Regions from separate parts of the Zea mays genome. Here region 2 is linked to region 1. Evidence: chromatin contacts called from public Hi-C data. All regions are on one chromosome and are shown on one strand. Each heading gives the region's core, a stretch centred on a gene start, on an enhancer-like site or on the middle of the called end of the contact. The rest is flanking DNA. Distances are from core to core; before and after follow the strand shown. Region 1 holds the start of LOC542687 (SNF1-related protein kinase). Region 2 holds the start of LOC103644592 (omega-3 fatty acid desaturase, chloroplastic).

Region 1 (7,940 bases), core at 1,491-3,990:
TCAAAAAAAGCATGTTACTAGAAGTAACCAGCCAAGAAAAGTGATAAATACCTGCTGGAAGATTCGACGAGCTTCATCTTCCTGTAATCTGCCTTTCTCAACAATGTAATCAAATAACTCGCCATACTTACAATATTCCATCACAACATATATATCTGTAGGTGTGTATATGACCTCATAAAGCCGAATGATATGGGGGTGAATGAACAACTTCAATATCTTGAATTCTCTCTTTGCTGGAAACATGATAGGGAGGGATGTGGTCTTAATTATCAAAGCAACTCCATGTATTAATATTATCAAAAGCACTATTAAAACTAAACTTGTTTATTATCAAAAAAATATTAGTGAAAATGCAAAATGACTGGATAACAAACCATACCTTTCTCTTCCATTTCCATATTTCTCATTTGGCGGCAGTTGATGATCTTTATAGCAACCCTATGTCCAGTAAGCTTATGCTCTGCAATCTTCACTTTTCCAAATGTACCGATACCTAAAGTTCTTCCCAGGTTGTAGTTCCTTAATGCTTCAGAATGCCCACTCCCTTTACTACTTCCATCCATTTTCACTCTGCCATTAATAAAAGCAGATATTATGTTCGTTGTATAAGAATTAGTGCAGTATACTTTATTTTTAACAGGATTCATTACCCGGTAGAAATATAGATCATACTTGGTGTACAATGCTCCTAATTGCCCCCACAACATAAATTATTGAACTTAATTACGGATATAAAACTATGTAAATGCTCAAATCCATTCTATTTAAGAATAAAAAGGAATGCCATCATGCATTTATGCGATCGCATCCTCCCATAAGCCATACCAAAGCCTTTGCAGGCCTTTGTCCTCTACAAAACCTCCTAAGCCATCCCATCAACCATTAACCATCAACGTAGCCTTTTAGTCTCAAGCAAGTTGGGGTAGGCTAGAGTTAAAACCCACAAGAAGTCACCAAAAAGAGAAAGAGAAAGAAAAAGGGGAGGAGGAAGAGCTTTTGAAAGCACTAAAAGGGAAAAGTCCTAATCATGGTTCGGGCACGTGGATAACTTATTTTCAAGCACTTCTATCAAACACAACTCCATTGAGATATTCCATTCCTTCAAGTCACTTTTGATTGACTCCTCCCATGTCAAGTTTGGTCGTCCTCTACCTCGCTTCACATTATTGTCCTGTCTTATGATGCCTCTGTGCACCGGTGCCTCTAGGGGTCTACGGTGGACATGGTCAAACCATCTCAACCTATCTCAACCGGTGTTGAATAAGCTTTTCTTCAATTGGTACTGCTCCTAGCCGATCGCGTATGTTATCGTTTCTCACTCGTCCAATCTTGTGTGCTCACATATCCAACGCAACATACGCATCTCTGCGACACTTAGTTGTTGGATATGTCGTCTCTTAGTAGGCCAACACTCAGCCCCATATAACATAGCAAGCCTAATCGCCATCCTGTAGAACTTGCCTTTCAACTTCTATGGCACTCTCTTGTCGCATAGGACTCCTGATGCTTGACGCCATTTCATCCACCCCGCTTTGATCCTATGGCTAACATCTTCATCAATATCACCATCTCTTTGTAGCATCGATCCCAAATAATGTAAGGTGTCCTTCTTTAGTACTACCTGGTCTCCCAAGCTTACATCTCCATCCTCATTAATTGTAGTACCAAAGTCACATCTCATATACTCAGCTTTGGTCCTACTAATTCTAAATCCTTTTGACTCTAGGGTCTGACGCGGTAACTCTAGCTTTCTATTTACTCCTTCCCGGCTTTCATCTACTAGAACTACAAAACCTCTTAAGCCATCCTAGGAAAGTAGAATTCCCGATTACAGCACAACCTTTATAGTGCCTGCTCAGTGCTCACTGGATCTCGTCCATGGATGTTCAGGCCTTGCATCCACAATATTTAATAGGTGGTGCAAAAAGTAGATTAACACAGCAAGAGCTCCCTTGGTGCTGGAAAGAGATTAGTAAGCAATGGAATCATGTTGGTTTAATTCCTTTCAAAAGCCCTAACCAGCAGAGGTAACCCGGCCACCTCAGACAAATAGATCGATAACGGCAGCACCTAATTCGCATGAGTACCTAGTATCAAGAGTCAAAACGCTTAGTATTAACACGTGAATCTGCACGCAGAGCACACTCCAGTGACCAATCAGCTACTACGGTTTCATCTATACAAGAAACGGACGGGATATATAAATCGGAATCGCTCGGTCAGATAGGCGTTCAGTTCAAAAGCTAAAAATTGAGGAAAGTGAGGTCGACTGTACGTTCAATCGACTGAGAAACTATAGACGCAAGAGATCGCATGGAAGCAACCAAGCGATGAGAGCCTAGCCGGGAAGAATCCAGATAACGACACTAGAGAGCACTTCCTTACAGACCTGGTGGGCTGGTGTTGCGTCCGTGGAGACGAACACCGCCTCGCTCTAACCGTCCGTCAATATCCTCGCCCTCCCCAAGGAAATGCGACAGCGAGCCCACCTTGATCCGCAACTCAAAACCAACCCCCGAATCCCCCGACAATTATTCCCCCAGTTCCGAATCCGAAGAATCGAAGCAGGAGAGCCGTGCGAACCAGGAGGAAATCCACGAGAACAGCAAGCAGCGTGGTTACCTTACTTACCGGGTTCGCCGGCCCTCGACAGGTCAACCTTCCTGCGCGCGGACGAGCGAGTGCGGGCGGAGACGGGGAGAACACCTACGAGTGGGAGAGCGGGGCGGAGAGGGCTTTTGGACTTGGGGGCGTATGCCCGGCTTTGGTCCGATTCCGGGGGGCGGAGCGCGGAGGCTTTAACCCGGTGTTAGGTTAATTTTAATCGTCCGCCCTAGGCCGGGTTGGGCGAGGAGGCGGCGTTACCGGGGGAAGATCACCGTCGCGCTGACGTGGCAGCTCGCTCGCCCGGCCGCGCCCGCGATTCGGTCTTTCCGTCGTTTTGTGGCTCCTCTAGAACTTTTTTTTTCCCTTCTCTTTTTTGTCGTGTGCGTGTGTCCGTTTTTATTCCTGGATGGCGTAGCCGGGCCGGACGACGGCTGGGGCTTGTCGGAGGTGCTTTTGGTCGCAGGTGGAGTGGGGACTGGGGAGCTGACACGGCGCTGATGCGGTGCGGCTTCGGAGTACGGTTGTATCCGACGAGGAGGATCTGTGGATTGGTCGCGTCCTGCACGTGGTGAATGGTTCTCCTGGTTTGTTAACCCACAGTCCACACACGCATGACGCCATTGACGCGATCCCTGGCGGGCGGCGGCGGCACATTTGTGCTGCTCCGCAGTTCTTAGCTGTCGTGATCTCGTGGCTGATGGCCATCGGCCGGCCGATCCCTTAGGGCTTGTTCGGTTATTTCAATTCCATGTGGATTAATGTGTATTGGGATGGATTGGAATGGATTTTGACTTGATATGGATTTAAACCGACTCAATATCACCCAATCCACATGAATTGACCGCGAAACGAACAAGGCCTTAGCTAGCTCGACTTATAATCAGCTCGTTTCGAGTCGATTCGTTTTAATTTTATCATGAGATGAGTTTTATAATATTAACAAGTCAGTTCGAGCTTCATCGATCTGAGCTGGCTCGATATCCAGTCCTACTCATCATCGTCCGACGTAGGAGACATGGTATTATTAAAATATTTCCACTCACATTAGTGATGCGAGAGATTAACAAGGTTAAATGTGCCCTCGTGACATGTCCCTACTCGCTAAGACCTTTATTAATACTGTAGGATAATACCATAAAGTGAGTGCCCCTCCAATCACTACTACTCCTTATGTCTTTAGTGTAGACGTCCACAGTAGCTTTGTTCTGCCATAGCGCGCTCCGCCGCACCCCCGGTCCCCACGCCCGCAATCCCCGCCGCCGTCCTCGCGGCCGCCGCGCCCGCAAATCCCTACAGTAGCTGCAGCTTCATAAGCTGCCTCGCCATCATCGCAGGAATCATCGCGTCGTAAGCCGCCCGCCATCATCGCCCCTCGCACCTTCCTTCGCCAACAATCACAGATCGCCCCGCATTCGTGCTCCCCTCGCGTAATCCTAGGAAACCTTCATCGCCTCGTGTCCGTGCTCCTGCCCCGGCCCACCTTCCTACAGCAGCTGCAGCTCCCTCCGGCCTCCGGTGGTCTGGCACACCGCCTCCTCGCCCAGATCCGTCCGTGGTCCACCCCTCCTGCCCTCGCCCTGTCCTCGGCGCCCCTCGCCTTCGTACCCTCGTCCTCGACCCGCACCCTCGCGCAAGGATCCCCTTCCGCTTCTTCCACCGCCCGCTTGGAGTCCAACACCCGCACACGGTGGTGCTGGGCACTGCCCCGCCGGTTCTCGGTCGCATAGGGACCCACGACCCGTCGCCCGCGTAAGGCGGATACTCGCTGAGCGTGCTCGGAAATATCCTCGCGCCGGTGGGGAGCTCCGGCTCCAGGAAGAGCATTGTGGTGCTGGGCACCGCCCCGCCGGATTCAGTCGCACAGGGACCCGGAAGCTCGGGTGATCCGCCTCTCCCTCCCTCCACCATCGCGGCCATCTACCAGGTTCGTGTCACTGAGATCCCACTTCTCCTGCATGCCGGCCTCTGTACCCCAGATCCCACTTCTCCGTAGCAATCCACCGCGTGCTGCTGCCGTCGAACCAGTCCACGTCGAGCGGCTATGTGTTCCAGAGCGACAGGGTGTCCTTCTCCGGCTCCTCATCGTTTGACGGCTCCAATTCCTTCTCGTTCCAGACGCTCCAGCTGTGCCAGTACTCGACCGCTGGACGGTGGCGCCTACTTCTTCGTGGGCGCCAACTCGCAGGTGTTCGCCAACACGGGCACGCTGGTCACGTGCGTCAACAACTTCCCCAAGACCCGCGACGTGGGGCTCGGCATCCTCAAGGGATTCGTCGGCCTGTACGGCGGCGAGGACGCTGAGTCGCTCATCCTGCTCGTCGCCTGGCTCCCTGCGGCCGTGTCCGTCGCGTTCGTCCACACCGTCTGCTACATGTTGTACCCGCGGTGGTGGGCAGGAGACGAGCTCCGACCCTTCTTCTGCTTCCTCTACCTGTCCATCGCGCTGGCGTGCTTCCTCCTCGTCATGATCGTGGTGCAGGGGCAGGTGCCCTTCTCCCGCGCCGCGTACGGGGTCGCCGCCGCGCCACTGCTCATCCTCCTTTATGACCACGTACGTGGTGCAGGGGCAGGTGCCCTTCTGCTCGTCATGTTGCTTTTTACTAGATTTTGATTCTTCTATTTAAATACCCAAACTGTTGACTGGTATTGTACATGCATAATATTTGGGAGGAATCAATATCACCTTTCTATGGTTTGATTGCTATGAAATATTTCATTAAATCACTTGATCTTAATAGGAACTTGGAGAGGACTATCAAGTCCTAAGTGATCTGGGAAAAAGGAGACTTATGATAAGTGTGGAAAGGTGGGTATTCCCAGTAAGTCCCGAGTTGTTTATGATATTTTATAAATATTTTTCGTAAAAAGGCAATCTGCTCATGATTATTCAGATTGAAGTGATTTATCTATTTTGGGGCATAGAGCATGGTTTGATTTGCTAAGATAGTAAGCAAGTAAGGTTGACAGAGATATCGTGGTCTGCCTATTCGTGCATAAAAGTCCTCTCTAGAAATGAAAAGGGACTAGCTAGCCTTTTAGACAACCATGTTGGCAACACCATCGGAATAAGTTGTGACTTCACAAAAGATTTCTATCAAATGATGCAACACGCTATCAGAACTCCTTTATAGGGACTTTCATCATTGCTGCTTGGCAAATTCGAAAGCAAAGGAATGACTTGGAAAAAGCTCCTGTGAAGAAATAGATTTAGTGAAAATCTTGTATAGCTGTCCTAGATTAGTACTGCAGCTCACCTCGGCTGACGGTTGGCTTCTCTGTTCTTTTGCTGCTCCTTTGAGGCCCCTTCGTGCAATGTTGTTCTTGTTTCCTTTTGTTTAATAAAACATACCGTGGAGAGCCTCACCGGCAGTATTTTCCGCTCTAAAAAGGGACAGTTCAGACTACACATGCTTGTGTGAAAAGAAGTGTTAAAATTTCAATAAAATGTTGCACATGCTTGTGTGAAAAAGGATGTAAATTATTTGTGCCTTGCTTTGTAAATCGTTTCTTAGTTGTTTTACAACACATTCTGGGATAACATGGTGGATCTTGCTGTTGTCTTTGAGATGCTTTTTGGAAGTGACTATTTTGAAGATTACGTTGGCCAGCTTGCTCTAGCATCTATAGCTTCGGTGGAGGTTGAAGAAAACTCAAACAGACAAGAAGCAAGAGCAAAAGTTCAAGAAAAGATAAAAGTATGTTTTTCCTGCCTGTTGTTTTTCCGAATCATTTGCATCCAGGGTATTGTTCGATTTAGGATCCACATTGCCACTTATAATATGAACTTAATTAACTTCACTATGGTGCAGGAGTTACAAAATGAAAGAGAACAAAAGCTTACTCAACATCGGCGATAGTCGCGCCGTACTGGCACAGCGGACCGAGTCCGACCTGTCGCGGGCGCTCGTCGCCCCACGGCCCGATGCCAAGGCAGTGGTGGCGGGGTGGACCTTGCAGGAGTCAAGTAGGAGATCAAGCGGCAGTTCGACGTGTGCTAGACGGGGGGCCTCACCGCGCTGCAGCTCGCCACGAACCACATCACCAGCTTCTATGAGGTGACAACATGCATGCGCGCAGTCGATCGATGATGGTGGCACATTCTCGATTGCTTATAATTATCATGTTGGTAACTATTTTTGTACATCAAGTCTTCAGTTCTCACGTACAGCCTAAGATGGCTACTCCAAACTTTGTTGCATCTTGGTGTTTGTTAGTAGTTATCTTTGTCATGTTGACAGGTGCAGTAAAGGTTATATATGCTAAATTCTTAAGATGTGGTTTTCCCTTAATTGCCCTTGTCAGCCGCCATGCTTTCCTTTTTGAAATGAGCATGAAATGCTGGTTAAGGATTGTCAGTGATGGATAGTTTTTGATAACTTTGCTCATCCCAGAACTTATTGTAGTAATTTCATGATTTATTTATTGTAGGAAAGCAAATGGTGGAAGGAACTTTTAGATGAGAATACTTATATGAAAGCACTAATGGGTGGAATACTTTGCATGAAAAACTAAGCATTTGGTTCTGATTACACTTTTTGTGTCTTTTTCATATTTATTGTATGAAAGCAACCGGCGGGAGGAACTTTTAGATAAGAATACTTATATGAAAACAGATTATAGTGGCAAAATGACCTTGCTCCTTGATGTCCTGTCAAAAAATTCTGAATTAGGTGACAAAGTACGTGTTTAGCTAGAGCCTGACCACTCTGGATTTGGTGGAGTTTTATCTAGCAAAATTACAAATCAATGGAAAAGAAGGCAAACAATGGAAGCAAGGGAAGGATCGATACATGTATGCTTCCACACTTTAAGTTTTTTTTACAGAAAATTGCAGGTACTGTTGTGGTATTTTCACAAGTATTTGTTTTCTTTTGGTTTCTTATAGTTAGTATCTACATGTTCATGAGATAAGTTGTCCAGAACCTACTGCCTCAACAAGATCCTGGACCTATTGCTTTGTATGCATGTGTTTCCACGGCCTCCCCATACTCTTCTCGTGATGTAAATATGCAAACATTATAAATGACAATGTGGGCACCTTTTCGGTTAATAAGGAAGAACCGGGCTAACAATAGTATGTAATTTACAAATTGCTCTCACTATTCTACTTTTTTGGCTTTGTAACAGTATTGCAAAGAATTTCTGCGTCCCTTTGGTGCTGATGCCACCCTTTTACAAATGAAGGCTCTATCACAAGCTCTTAGCATCCTCTTGCACCTAGCAGATGTGGATAGTACCCCCATGGCCGACACAGTTGTGCAAGTAAAGTGACTTGACTTCATTCCTCGATCAGGACCTCTTGGTTCAATTAGACAATACTACCTACCCAG
Region 2 (7,940 bases), core at 2,210-4,709, 420 kb before region 1:
ACGACCACATCTATTGCTTCGGAGTTTTTTAATAGCTACTCTGTCTCTAACGGTTACAGTTCGGTTAGAACCGAGGAACCGAACCGAAGAACCGAGAACCGAACTAGTCGGTTCTGGTTTCTTTGTCCTGCTATTTCGGTTCTAATTTTTGGAGAACCGAATTCTTTCAAGAACTGAGGAACCGAACCGAAGAACCGAACGCCCAGGCCTACCCAACAATACGTACAGTGCTCAGAAAGTCTTTCATGTAGCTAACTCTTTTTTTTCACTCTTTACTGTAATAGTACACCTCTTGCCCAAAGAATCACAGTTCGTTACATCGGAAGCAGCATCCGACTTCGACCATTGGAAAGAATTATACCCTCACTCAAATACATGATAATACTTCGCCACCTTACATTCTTGAATTGACGAACCCGGTCACACACACACCAATCAGAGGTCTCAGGAGGCTGGCCAGGTCTTCAGGCACAGCCCGCCTGAGAAAAATGAAGAATACGCTACGTTCTATAGTCTGTGTCAATCAGATTTTTGTGCAGAGGTGTTCGTTTTCGAGTCAGTTTGGTAGTACACTACGTCTCCGGTGTCGCTAACATAGTGGTCTTGCTTCAAGCTTTGTGCTAGCACCCCAAACAGGTGCCACGGGAGAGGACCCGACTTCTTTGGTTCTTTGTAGTACTTGCCAAGAACCGGTTTTGCTGCCTCGGTCTGCAGGTCATTCAAAAACAGGTCTTATGATCTAGGCAAAGAAACTTATAAAAAAGAAGAAAAAAAAGGCAAGAATAGGGGAAACTCTTACCGCCTCAATGAGATGGTAATGTGGGATTTGAGGGAAAAGGTGATGGATGACATGAGTTCCGATGTCATGGTGGATATTGTTAATCAGTCCATAGTCCCGGTCGAGCGTCGTCAGTCCTCCACGCAGATAACTCCATTCCTAATAATGTAGAAAAGGTCAATGTGGTATCAATAGCCAATCTATCTTCCAAAGAAGAAATCAGGATAGAATATGCATAAATTAACAGCAGTCGATAATCTGAAAAGTAAAGCGAAAACTATATAGTATAGGCTGATCTAGCTTTACATTTGGTAAGCGACAAAAACATAAACCTACATTATTTCCCCTCAAAAAGACAAAACAGGAATAGACATTTTTTGTCCAATAGTTCAATAGCATCCTACAGTTAGGTCTTACTTCAGAAAAATTACCAGAAACGATAGAACTTTGATTTGCAATATCCACCACGACGGTTTATACTATTTAAGGTTTCAGTCAATCTGGCCATTTGCAAGCAAATTAAGTACACATGTTGAAGTCTTATACCAAACATGTATCTACTGGTGGAGGAGGGCAGGGGGCTGGCGAGCAGGGGTTCTCTGAGGAGGGGTCGTGAGGCCAAGAGCGGCACCAGGATGAAGATAAGGTGTGCATGAAAAAAAAAACTTGAGGATGACTTGTGAGGTCAACTAAAGGCAAGTGGGGCCATAGTTGGCTGCTGTTTAACGGTGTGAAGAAGCAGTACCATCCTTCCCCTTCAATCCATCCAACATTCCAACCACAAAACTAGGATGACTCTATCCCCTCAACCAAACGCTAAGTTGGGATGGTCCCATCCTCAAAATCAGAGACAGGTCCACCCCATCCTGTTTGGTCTCCAAACCAAACCCAAACTTAGGTAAGGCAACATTCAAAAGCTTCTAACCAACCAAAAATGGAAGTAACCGTGGTTTTTGAAGATTACAGTGACCTTGAAACATCAACAAATTGGAAAACTGCTTTACTCATAATCACCTGTCCACGGTACCAGGGAAGCTTGTCTTCGTGGCCATGATGGTGCAAGTATGTAACCATATCCAGCCAAGCAACAAATACCTGCACACACAAGCAGCAGCCACATCAATTTCCAGCACCACAGACACCACACATTCAGATTATCTTTTTGCAGAAGTTGGGACTGAAGAGAAGGAATGTGGCTCTTACAAAGTATGGGACTCCGTAGAGCTTTAGCATCGTAACAGGACCCATCAGAAAGGTGAGACCAGCCAGAACACCAACCATGGCCAGCCAGGATGCCGTTGATGTTATGATGTCCTTCTTTTCATTAGGTTGGAACAAATCACTGCTTGGGTTGAAGTGTGATCCTGACTTCCCTGGACTCCTTGCGAACTACATAGCACACATGAACCCGCAGAGCAGGAATTTAGCACGACCACAACACTATGAAACAAAAACGTCTGTTCGCCTAATTCAGGCGTCATCGATAGACATGTTCTTAGCCTCACCAAGTATAACGGGAATGCGAGCAAGGGGAACGGCATGGTGAACCGCAATTTCCTAGTCATAAAGTCCAGGCTTTTGTACAGCCTCTCTGGTAGCTGCACAATCCGAGAAACCATCAAGCACCATTCATGGACATGCACCATCAGCGTAACTTGTGAAGCTCCAACAAAGGAGAGAGCGACAGGAAACGAACCGGGTGCCAGGACTCGTCCTTCTCAACGTGGCCGTGGTTTTGATGGTGCGTCCTGTGGCTAATCCTCCTGAAAATGGCATTCAAAGGCAGGTGGTTCCATGACATCAACGATAATCCTCGACAGAAACTAACAAGCATGAGAAACATGGGGTAATCCTACCATCCGTGGTAGGGGACAAGAATGGAGGAATGGAGTATGTGGCCGACCACGCTGTTCAGCTTGGGGTTGTTCGAGAAGCTCCCGTGTCCACTGCAAACAGCAGACATGCGGCACAAGTCAAAGACCAGAGTCCAAAGCTTCCATGAAAAACAACAACAGGGCAATCCAGAACATTGGTGCGTACCAGTCGTGGCCGAGGACGAAGAGCGCCCAGAACATGGTGCCCTGCGCGGCCCAGTAGAGCGGCCAGACGAGCCAGCTGTCGAGGCGCGCGGCGGCCGCGGCGAGCCCCAGGACGACGACGACGTCGCGCAGCACGTAGGCCATGGAGCGCCAGGGGTCCTTGACCCAGCAGTGCTTGGGGATGGCCGCGCGGATCTCCGCCAGCCCGAACGGCGGCGGCGCCCCCGGGTCGAACTCCCCGCCCGCGGCGCCGCTGGCCGCCACGTGCTCGTCGCCCTCCCCAAGGGGGGAGCTCCTCTTGTCCTCCTCGACGGCGGAGGTGAGGCGGGTGGCCGCGGAGACGCGGAGCGCCCAGTCGCGGTGGATGGCCGCGGGCGCGGGGCGGCCCGGCGCCGCCGCTGCGGAGAGCGCGGGGGGCGACGGCGCCGCAATGGCGCCCCGGCCGGCGCGCAGGCGCAGCGGCGCGAGGCCGCAGCACTCGGAGAGCACGAGCCGCGCCATTGCCGGCAGCGGGGCGGGGCGGGGCTACGGGTGGATGGCCCTGGATTGGCTCCTAGTCTAGAGTCCACACACCGTCGCCGCCGCCGCCGTTGGTTGGCACGGGATCTTCTGCGTTCGGGGGGATGGGATGGGGTTTGGGTGTACGGTGGTGGCCGGGCTTGCCAGGACAGGCTAATCCAAGAATATACATTTTATACCGCGGCGCGCGAGCCGGAGTGGCGATGGGGGGCGGGACCGGGAGGGACGCGGTGCGGTGGACTCGGACCTGGACCAGCACTGTGGTGGAATGCTGGAATGTGGGTGGGTCCCATCGGTCGGACGCGAGTCGAGGAGGAGGAGCAGCTGATGCACGTGTGAATCGTTGCGGGTCTGGACGGAGCTTCGACGCCGGCGGCCCTGCCTGCTTTTTAATTCGTGTTGACTCCTTTTGCCTTTGCTTGGTCCTATAACTAGTCTGGCTGGTCTAAAAAGTTCTTGTCGTGTAAAACTACAACTCCTGTGCGAAACTGCACAATGTATCAGATGCGTATTCCATTCCTCTCCACTATCTGACGCATAACAGACTAACCTGATTTGCCTCGATACTTCGTTACGGACTTAACGCCCCTGCCCTGTCCTGTCTTTGACAGAGGCAGTCAGATGTCCTGTTAACCACAGCCAAATCTGACGAACGAGTCACATGGTTTAGCTATCCTCCTGTGTTTAACGAGCCTCCCTCTGTTCGGTAATCTGTAAAGGACTTATTTGACCATGTTATGTTCGTGTTCTCACATGCGCGATCCTCATGGAGCGAGTCCATACCAGCTCGCTGACATTGAGGCGTCGGAGCAAGAACAGTGTACACGCCAGCCTGACGCCTCCCTCGCGGAGAAAAGTCAGTGGTCAATTGGTCGTCGCGCCCAAGCCCCCAATGCACAACAAAAGTATAGTAAAAGAATGCGCATAGATTTTATGTCGAAATGAGGAGGGATGGAGAGTAATCTGTAAGTTTATAGTCAACTGAAGCACAAGTCATAATGGTCAAGTTGTCATACCAGCCAACAACTGTGTGTGTGGGAGTTAATAGCTAGGTTACAAATATACGTATGTAGGAGTTATTAGCCATGATCTCACAATATTATATTAGAATCCACCAGATGTGTTATGTTTAATTTCGTACATGTTTACTTTTATATTTATATATTGTAGATAAATGGTATGAAATCTATTCTCTGTATCTACCAAAAGTTACATGAGCCTTCTTAGACTCAGAGCCTCCAAATAGAAGAGCAAAAACAACCACAAAAGAGAGCTTAACGACTAAAACAAGATATAAACACTAAGCTTCAGAACTTCTTTATTATCCTTACTTTCAAATTGTTCTGATATTGAGTAGAAGCAACCCTCCACCTCGCATGTTTTCAAGTTGCTACATTTATGATTTATCTAGTGAAGATAGCACGTGTCTTATGCGCAACACTCCCTCATCTCAGCGCTCCCACGCTTGATCCGGCCGTCACCTACTCACCTGGCTGGCTGGCTATATATATACAAGAAGAGAATACCATTTCAATTTTGATCTGTCTCTCGTGTCAAACTAAGGTAGTATTTGGTTCTATAGCCAGTTAGGATAGAGCAGCTCCGTTCGAGATTTTGAAAAACTGAATAGTTTAGCATTTCAATATGATTTTTTTTTCTTTAAGTCACTCTATTTACATAGAACCAATCCAAACAATAACAAATTGAGGGTAAAACGACTTCGTACCTCTATACTCCGGAACCGAACACTAATATAAAGACCATCAAACTAGCGTCCTATGGATGTAATTTAGAGGCCATGAGACTCAGACTATCTCATCGTATATCCGGAGCTAAGAGCAACTCCAAAAGACTCTCTACAATCTTCCTAATTGATATGAATGAGATTTTTTGAAAAAAAAACTCTCCAACAACTTATTCAAAGTGTTATTCAAATATAGACATCTTCTATTTCAGATTTCTGGCTAGCCAAAGATAGAAAACGTAAATGGCTCTCTAGAGTGCAAACAATATATAAAAACTGTTGGAGATCAGAAAGATATACAAAGTGATTTTTTGTGCAAGTGACTCTCCAAATGATAATTTAGAGAGTTAAATTTAGAAAGACTCTTGGATATGCTCTAAGTCAAACAACTCGAGACATACTCACACTGCACATGTAAGCAAAATATCCCTTCTTCACACCACTTGATTTGGTAGAACAGAATTTACTTCTTCACACCAACTAATTTGGTGGAACTAAAATTTATGAAACTAGACTAAACTTTAACATTATTTAATGAATTTGTCCATTGTGAAAGGTTCAACTGTGCATAATAAAACGGCTGAGGGAATGCTCAATAGTAACTATAAATTGCTCAAAGGAAATTTGAGTCAAAATAGTTAATTTGTCTACTTTGGTTCTTTCAGCTAAGTTCTTTATTCTTGTTCATTGAAAAATTTTGTACCAAAAAATGGAAGCCTATGTAATCATCGTGTATCCATCTTAGCAATTGGAAGAATGGTTTTGATTGGGTTGTGCAAAAAAAGTAACATAACATGTTGAATAAAAGTTATAAATAGAACCATGCATGAACCCAAGGATGAGATGGTTTCATGTTGGCGAAAAAAAGAAAACAAATAGTGTTTAGATTTAGATATGTATCCACTTATGACTATTGCACATCCCCGCTTAGCCTCTTGATTGGCCTGGAACAGAGATTATCGCATGAAATTTAGTAAATAGATCAAAGGAACACAAAAACAGAACAATCTTTATTTCTTGGTAGGTTGATAATTCAAGTAGCAATAGAATTTTGGATAAAGACACGTTAAAGCATACCATTTGAAACTAAGCTATTGAGAGGCTAACCCACAGTCCAACTTTTGAAACTCATACTAACACCAATTTTGTTGATTATTCATCATAACTCTAGTTGTCTCATCATCACATATCCTGATCCAATAAAGGGCCGATTAAAAATTAGCTAAATACTCTTGACAGTCAGACACGGAGACAGTCGAGCTCGAGCGTGAACCGATGCAGATGTGGAACTCCTTTTGCAGGAACTACGCGAAGAGGAGCATGTTGTGATTAGTGGGGCAACCTAGTTTGTACAACCTAATTAGTTTTAAGATTCTATAACAAACCAAAGTTCTGCAGAAAACCAAAAAGTTTACACTTACATATGAGTTAAGAGCAGGTCTAGAATACAAACACATAACACATTGTTGTACATCAATGCACTTGGCATGTACGTGAGTAGTACAATGTGCTTATGTGAACTAAAGGAAAAAACATCAATTAAAAAAATTCTAGCTAAGAACCTCACGAGAGGGAAAGGTAACGATGCACCAGAACCAGTACCGATTATTAGATAATTCTAGCATACTTTACTAAGGTAGTGTTTGGTTCCCGAGTATAGTAGAATGGAACCGCTCTGTTCTAGTACTAAAACTGTTTGGTTTGAATTAAAGTGGAATGGAGCTACTCTAATATAGGAATATTCTCTCAAGATGTTGGATCCCTGGGCTCCGAAAAAACAGCCGGACCCGAGCGCTCGGCAAGCGCCCGAGACGCCCTTCACGGTTTGTTGTGCCCGCGTGATATATATATATATATATATATATATATATATATATATACAATATAATCTATAATAAACTTGAGTAACAAAATCAACAAAACGATAACATACTACTTATTTTGATTCTAACCTATCAAGATGTTGCAGACCTGTTACCCTTCAAAGGAGATTCTTGGGTATTGATTTCCTTGGTAATTGATCAGACTGAAATATATCATAACCAATTTAGCTAAGTCTGCATGGCAAATATTAAAGGGCGGGAATATAGATGAATTTGTAAGTGTTGGTTCAAAATTAACGGCTATAGAATCAAAACAGAAGCCAAGCTTCTAAGTCACCAATCAGAGAACTATATTTCTAGTATACAATTATTTGCACAGTAGACAACAATAAGTGTTGTAGTCACATGCATAAGTATACTGCAGAAAACCATGTTCTATATAGTAAGCACCAATCAATTTCTTCCATACCAAATTCATCACCTTCATCGGCTTGCTTAGCTCTCTTTCCGAACATAAAGCAGCAACCCATCTTTAACAACACAACAACACATGCACCCGCAGAGAGCTAGATACTTGAAAGTAGTTTCTGAAAAACAAAGATATGCCGATCAAACTATCAGACAAGGGTGACCCACAAATACCACAATGACATACTTCTTTGTCTTGCTCTTTATCTCCTCAAAATTTGAGTCAGCAAGCTGCAGAAACAAATGGAGTAGTTTATGAAAGTCGCCTAGAGGGGGGGTGAATAGGGCGAAACTGAAATTTACAAATATAAACACAACTACAAGCCGGGGTTAGCGTTAGTAATAAAGAAACGAGTCCGCGAGAGAGGGCGCAAAACAAATCCCAAGCGAATAAGCAAGTGAGACACGGAGATTTGTTTTACCGAGGTTCGGTTCTTGCAAACCTACTCCCCGTTGAGGAGGCCACAAAGGCCGGGTCTCTTTCAACCCTTCCCTCTCTCAAACGATCCACGGATCGAGTGAGCTTTTTCTTCTCAATCACTTAGAACACAAAGTTCCCACAAGGACCA

Evidence for each region. Hi-C and Micro-C count contacts between places; a contact is called where the count stands out from the background.
Region 2: a Hi-C map of tassel shows a contact between it and region 1, with 2.4 times the contacts expected there. The contact joins the promoter of LOC103644592 here to the promoter of LOC542687 in region 1. A contact is called at or near these places in 3 of 25 Hi-C or Micro-C datasets (bundle sheath, ear and tassel).

What each region holds. Positions count from the first base shown.
Region 1 is chr1:44,172,807-44,180,746 of Zm-B73-REFERENCE-NAM-5.0, reverse strand. LOC542687 (SNF1-related protein kinase) reads right to left here and starts at 2,740. Exons shown (of 11, transcript NM_001112203.1): 1 at 2,626-2,740; 2 at 383-573; 3 at 52-236. The coding sequence starts at 566.
Region 2 is chr1:44,593,116-44,601,055 of Zm-B73-REFERENCE-NAM-5.0, reverse strand. It overlaps LOC103644592 (omega-3 fatty acid desaturase, chloroplastic), which reads right to left and starts at 3,459. Exons shown (of 8, transcript NM_001428412.1): 1 at 2,819-3,459; 2 at 2,635-2,724; 3 at 2,475-2,541; 4 at 2,284-2,376; 5 at 1,982-2,167; 6 at 1,793-1,873; 7 at 800-937; 8 at 249-708. The coding sequence starts at 3,318. The coding sequence ends at 520.